Regions from separate parts of the Mus musculus genome. Here region 2 is linked to region 1. A link is a contact called in public promoter capture Hi-C data. All regions are on one chromosome and are shown on one strand. The core of a region is the stretch at or near the end of the contact, and the rest is flanking DNA. Distances in the headings are between cores, read along the strand shown.

The links. Promoter capture Hi-C pulls out the DNA fragments that hold promoters and counts their contacts.
Region 2: a contact with region 1 is called in a promoter capture Hi-C map of cranial neural crest. The contact joins two enhancer-like sites. A contact is called at or near these places in 3 of 39 promoter capture datasets (cranial neural crest, maxillary cranial neural crest and stem cell-derived epiblast-like cells), 1 of 15 datasets of contacts at CTCF or cohesin (embryonic stem cells), 4 of 484 Hi-C or Micro-C datasets (differentiating embryonic stem cells, embryonic stem cells and ganglionic eminence) and 4 of 115 datasets of contacts at active chromatin or transcription factors (embryonic fibroblasts, embryonic stem cells, epiblast stem cells and 1 more).

Annotation. Positions count from the first base shown.
Region 1 is chr9:67,104,401-67,107,761 of GRCm38.p6, reverse strand. It overlaps Gm10646 (predicted gene 10646), which reads right to left. Exons shown (of 3, transcript NR_153957.1): 2 at 1,675-1,924; 3 at 1-1,009. Among named protein-coding and RNA genes, the nearest start is that of Gm10646, 3.8 kb to the right of the region's middle. Within about 2 kb of position 1,776, at least 108 of the 459 cell types and tissues checked have an H3K27ac peak or open chromatin away from gene starts, as enhancers often do.
Region 2 is chr9:67,180,494-67,183,854 of GRCm38.p6, reverse strand. No RefSeq gene overlaps it. Among named protein-coding and RNA genes, the nearest start is that of Gm40529, 3.9 kb to the right of the region's middle. Within about 2 kb of position 1,689, at least 20 of the 459 cell types and tissues checked have an H3K27ac peak or open chromatin away from gene starts, as enhancers often do.

The DNA of each region.
Region 1 (3,361 bases), core at 527-3,026:
ACACACAGAGACAGATCTTTGAGGTGAGGGGCTGAGGAAGATACCAACATACACTTCACTCAGACACACAAGAAATGAAAATATGTTGGTCTGAAGACCTATGCATGGACATTAGCACTTGTAGAAAAGCCCTTCAGGGGCTGGAAAGATGGATTGGAGCACTTGCTGAATACATGAAGACATGATTTGAATCCCCAGAACTTATGCTAAAACCTATGCACGGCTCCCATGCCTACTCCACAAAGTCCAGGTTCAGTGAGAGCCTGAAGATTGGTAGAGCAGTGACTGATGGAAAATTACCAACACTGACCTTTGACCTCCACAGCTATGCATGCATAGACACACACACAGGCATAGACACACACACACACACACACACCACATACACACATACCACACACACACACATACACATCATACTACACACACACACACACCACACGTATACACCACACACACACACACACACACACACACATACACACAACACACATACACACCACACACACACTCACACTCACACTCACACTCATACTCATACTCATAGTGAGGAAGGGTATTGCCTTTTCAGATACTGACTATCTGGTTTCTCAGCCTAATCTGTTGGGTTCATGGCGGTAACTCTGAATCCTTTGTTCGGAGGAATGACCTGTGGGCCGTGGCTGTAAACAAGATGACTAGTCCCTCAGCTCCCTGTTCACCACAGGGAATGATGGAAGGGTCAGAGATTTACCTGTCATTCCTCTGAATCCTTTCTTCATCCCTTCTCCTCCCTCCAGTGGCAACAACATTCATGCCTGGCATTTCTTTTAAAAAGAGGGATTATAGTTAGGAGCCTCCTTGATGTACTGATATCCCACAAGTCCATGAACAACTGGGAGAAATTTACTCTCCATGGCTACAAAATGCTAAATCTGGAAGGCAGGTCACTTGGAAGGCAGGTCACGTCACCTGGAAGGCAGGTCACTTGGAAGGCAGGTCACCTGGTTCCAGAATTCCTCGTGAGGGTCTGTGAATCAGACAATAGAGCTCACTAGGTCTATAGGGGAAAAAAAAAAACCCTGAAATTTACCATTTCCTTCAGTTATTGTTTGTGAATGAAAGCAACACACCCCAGTGTGTAAGCCTGTGAATACGGGTGTTTTCAGAGTCCAGATCCCCTGGCGCTGGAGTGACCAGTAGATGTGAGCTGGAAATCAATGCAGGCTCTGCAAGAGCAGTGCTCACTCCTAACTGCAGAGCCATCTCTCCAGCCCCACACTTCCCTTTGTATCTCACTTGGGCTACTGCAAAACTCTCAAATTATAATTTACTTACCACCTCCCACAGGCTCTCAAGTAGCCCAGGAGGCCTTCAAATTCTGTGTGTACCCAGGGAGGTCTTGAACTTCTGCTCCTTCCGAAGCATGCGAAGGCCTGCTTTGTGCCGTGTTAGGGATCAAGCCTAGCGTTCCATGCGTTCTAGGCAAGCACTCTACAAGGAGCTAGGTCCAGGGCCCTCTTTTGGTTTCTTGCCCTTTACATTTTCTTTTAAGGAACCATTCATAGGTTTGTGAGTGAACTGAACTGATGGCTCTTAGGCGATCTCGAGCATTTAGCAGCCAGATGGCTTCCTCCATGACTCATCGCCCCAAGCCGGCTCTCTAGAGAGGAGGGGATGTGGTAGCCCACTCACCGTTGGCTTCAGGGCCTCTGATGAAGAAGAAGAATTTGTGGTGAGAGGTCCTGGCCTGCGGGAGGGACCGTTTCTGATGAGGTCATCGGGAGGGAATGCCTCCCTGGGCAGAGGTGGGAGCCTGGGCCAGCTGCCAGCAGCGGGGTCAGGAAGCAGGACAGACAGAAAAAGGAGTTCTGCCTGAGGATTAGCCATCTTTAAGGGTCCTGTGGAATTGCTTTGAAGTTTCATCCTCAGGCAGGCTCAAGCTCTGGGGGGAAAAAAACAAACAAACAATGGACTTTTGTTTTGTCCCCTCCTGATCAGAGAGGACCCAACCTTGCATTAACTCTGATGGTTCTGACCGCAGTTGGGCCCTGCCACAGCTCACAACACCCATCACCGGAAAATTGCCTAGCATAGCCTGTGCCTTCTAACGTTTCAGCAGAGTTTAAACGGTTTCTCAGGGATTCCTTGCAAACTCACACACCTTGTTATACAAGTCAAAAGGGTGTTTTAGAGACAGTGTCCTGGGGGGAACTAAGGTGTTTTGTATTGTCTTTACAGTATGAGACTTGAACACAGCCAAGCATTCAACCCTACACCCCCACCAACTCTATAGCCTACGAGGATCTAGGTATAAGCAAAGCTCCAGGCTGATTTGGGGATGTAGTCATGTTTTGTAACTAGGATAACATGGGTGTCCTTAATCTTGGTGTTCCAGACCTCTGAAACCAGGCCCTGCTTTATACAGATGGATATCATCGTAGGAAACCCAAACTGTAACAAGATACAAATAATAATAGTTATCATGTATAAAGAGGTGTGTGTGTGTGTGTGTGTGTGTGAATGCTGCCTGTGCAGATGAAGCTAAGAGTACTGGATTCCTTGGAACTAGAGCTATAGGTGAGAGATGGGAACCAAACTTGGATCCTCTGGGAGAGCACAAAACTCTTACCTGTTGAGTCATGTCTCTGTCCCCAAAGCTAACATTTCTTGAGTGTCTGTTATATAGAGTTTGGACAGGCCACCATTCAATGCCTGCTGGCTGTGTGTGTGACCTTTTTGCCAAAAGAAACAATAATTCTTTTTAAGATTGAGAGAGAGAGAAAGAGAGAGCGAGAGAGAGCTTTACTGGCAAAAAAGTTAAAGTGCACACATAGTCATTAAAATGTAGGGATGGAATTCAAACCACCATCTGTCAAATCCCTGAGTTTATGCAGTTGACCTAGCATGAGCCACGATCCAGTTTGCTTGGGGACTAAGGAGGTTGCCCAGCACATGGGACTTTCCCACAGGAACTGGGAGGATCCTAGATGAGTCAGTCAGACTCTATCAAGACTGAAAGGTTTCTGCTGGAGACTGAAGCTCCCACTCCTCTTTTGACCACATGGCGTTGGGCAGGCTTCTCCACCATGGGCTCCCCTGCCAGGGGCCTCATCTGATGGTCACACCCGTCCCAGAGATGACCATTGAGTAAGACCACATAGATAGCCACACCTACTGTGTGTCCCACAGGGGCAGCAAAGGTGAGTCGCACACAGGTGCACCTGGAGAGGCCCCGTTTGCACTGTCTAATGGCTTCAAATCCAGAAAGAAAACAAAAACATTATAATCTCTTCAAGTAACTTTCTGTTCTCACTTCCCTTCTTATCCTCTGGGACTCATCCAATTCAATATATCCTAAAGTCTCTCAGGCAAGCTGAAT
Region 2 (3,361 bases), core at 440-2,939, 76 kb before region 1:
GTTGGTTTTGGTCATATTGGTCATCACAGAACAGAAACCAAACTAGAACACTGAGAGCAATGATGCAGCAATTGATTTAAGGATAAGCTTTGTCATCCCCACGAGATGTCAGCCATGGAAGCCTAGTGCTGAGATGACTTTTGACAGCTGTCTGACCACTGTGTTTAAGCCCAGCCAGTTTGCTGCTGTTACAGAATATTTCAATGGAGACTTTCACTAGGTTTGTTAAATAACCTACCTACCTTCCTTCTTTCCTTCCTTCCTTCCTCCCTCCCTCCCTCCCTCCCTCTCCCTCCCTCCCTCTCCATCTTATCTTTCTTTCAATAGTGTATATGTCTGTGCATGCCCACAGAGTCCAGAGAGGACATTGGCTCCTCTGGAGCTAGAGCTAAAGGTGGTTGTGAGCCGCCTGGTGTGAACTCTGGATCATCTGCAAGGGCGTTTACTCTGGTAGCTCTGGTAAGATGTAGATTGTAATCTCTGAGCCATCACTACAGCATCTCACTCCAGCTTTGATTTTTTGAGATAGAGACTCTTCATTGCTCTGGATTTTACTGCTGCTACGTAGGCTAGCTAGCCATCCATCCCCAGCGACCTGCCTGTCTCTGCCTCCCCAATGATAGGATTACAAGTGCATGCAACCATGCCCAGCTTTCTACATAGATTCTGGGGACATCGGCTCAAGTCCTCATGCTTGACTAGCAAGCACTTCATAGACTCGGAGCCACTTCCCCAGCCAGAAACCCCATTTTCCAAACCAACCAACCACAAGCCAACCTGAACTCCAAACAGCTTGAGAAATTTGTTCAGATACAGCTTGTCTTTTCCAGATGGGGAACCATTCTTTTTTGTTGTTGCTTTTTTGTTTTGTTTTGTTTTTTTGAGACAGGGTTTCTCTGCATAGCCTTGGCTGTCCTGGAACTCACTTTGTACACCAGGCTGGCCTCGAACTCAGAAATCCACCTGCCTCTGCCTAACAAGTGCTGGGATTAAAGGTGTGCACCACCACAGCCCGGCTCGGGGGACGATTCTTGCTTGCTCTAAGTCCACGCTGTTCCTATTGTACTCTCCTGAGCATGGTCCACATCACTGTTGTCAATACCAACCTTGTCTACACAGAGGCTGTTGTGAGAAAGTACGGCTGCCTAGGTTCCCACTTTACTTTGTGAATCTGGAGCTGAGCCTGAGGTTTTTTTGTTTTGTTTGCATTTAGTATGTATATGCTGTGAACATGAGCCACCGTATGTGGGGGCCATAGGGCGACTTGTAGGAAAAGATCCTCTTCCCCAGCGTGAGCCCCAGGGATTACACGCCGGCTCCCTGGGCTGAATGACAGCGCTTTCACCTGCTGAGCCATCTCTCCAGCCTAAGTATTTTTAAAAAGCTCTCTGGTTGGTGTTGATCTCCATTCAGAGTCTGGAACACCGGACCTGTTGGTCTCAAATAGAGCAGTCCTTCTTCGTATAGAGCCGGAGATCAGGGTGCCTGTTTCCTGTTTTGGGAAGCGGTGTGTAATGAATGCATAGCAGGCAACTGCTCCAGCTGCTTTAGGCCTGGGAGGCTCAGAGCTATAAAAGGCAAAGCTTTCTCCTTCATCTATTAGATGCTAGTAAATCCAAGGACTGTGTCATGGTATTTTAGCATCAACTTATCACACATGTTTGTGCTGGCTGATGGGAGGGAGTCCTGATGGAAAACAGGTGTGATCCCTGCAAGCCGCTATGGACTTAATGGGTTACAACGGGATGCCAGTGGAAAACTCTGAGGAGAGGAATGTTGCCATTTCGAAGGATATGGAGAGACTTGGGTTTCCCAGAGGTATTTGGCCTGCTGGGATATCTTCCAAAGCAGAATGCAAAGTTTCGGGCATCACCGTGGGAGGAGATGGATGGCATTCTTAAGATATGGTGTCTGGAGTGGTCCAACTCCTCCGAGGTGGAGCCTTTTCTCATAGAGGGGAGGTTGGAAGGCAGGAGATGGCTCAGTCTGCAAAATATTTGCTATGCAAGCGTGAGTTCAGATCCCCGGCAGCCATGCAAAAGCCAGGCATAGTGGCGTTTATCTGTAATCCCAGAGCTGGGGAAGGGTGCTGACTGCAGATCCATGGGGCTTGCTGGCCAGCTTGTCTAGTTAACCTATAAACTCCAGTTCAGTGAGACAGCCTGTCTAAAAAATAAGGTGGAGACTGACTTGAAGACACTAGTCATCAACCTTTTCCATACATTCACCTGAAAACACGCGCGCGTGCACACACACACACACACACACACACACACACACACACACGCATGGTGGGTGGGGTGTGGACAGTGAAAGAGTTTTGTGATGACAGAGTATCTCACTGATCAGGAGCCAAGGAATACCAAAAAAAATCACACTACACAACAAATCTCACACAAAAGATTTACCGTGTGTGTGTGTGTGTGTGTGTGTGTGTGTGTGTGTGTGTGTGTGTGTAATGTGAAATGCCTGCCTCTGAGCAGAGATAGAGACAGAAACAGCCCAGGCTATGATGGCAGGCTTCATAGGGGGCATGAAGCATGCATAATAGAAAAATAGGAAAAATACAGAGATGGTGGAGGAAGCGTGTCATATTGGCTGTTAGCGATAGAAGGGCCATTGGTCCTGAGTCATTAAAGGTGTTGGGGAGGGGGGTGGATGGGGGAGTTCCAAGGAATCTGGTTTCAGAATGTGGATGGTTCTTAGTCTGACCAATGAGGTGAGGCGTAAGCAGATTGATAGATAAATAGTATCCCCTGAACTCATTGTTTCCTAGTAATGGAATTCTGGAAGCACCTTCTTGTTTCTTGTGGTTGAAGACATCGGAACTTCCTCATTCTCATAATTCACAGAGATGAGGAACTCAGTGTGAGCACAGGCCCATCACTCCAACATTATGGGATCCAAGGCAGGAGGGTCACAAGTTCAAAGTCATCCTCAGCTACATAACAAGAGCCTGGCCTACACGAGACCCTGTATCTCAGGGTTTCTATTGCTGTGAAAAGAACCACGACCATGACAAGTCTTAATAAGGAAACCATTCCAGTTTCAGAGTTTCCTCCATTATCATCATGGCATGAAGCATGGTGGCATGGTGCAGGGAGACATGGTGCTCAAGTAGCTTAGAGTTCTACATCTGGGTCTGCAGGGAGCAAGAAGTGAGAGAGAGACACTGGGCTTGGCTTAAGCTTCTGAAACCTCAAAGCTCCACCCACACACACACACATCCTTCCTCCAAAAAATGCCACACCCACTCCAACAAGGCCACACCTCCAATAATGCCAAGTCTATCCAGGCCATTTTCATTCAACCCCCACACCCTGTCTCAAAAAGTAAAATAAAATGCTCAGACAGGGTCTGA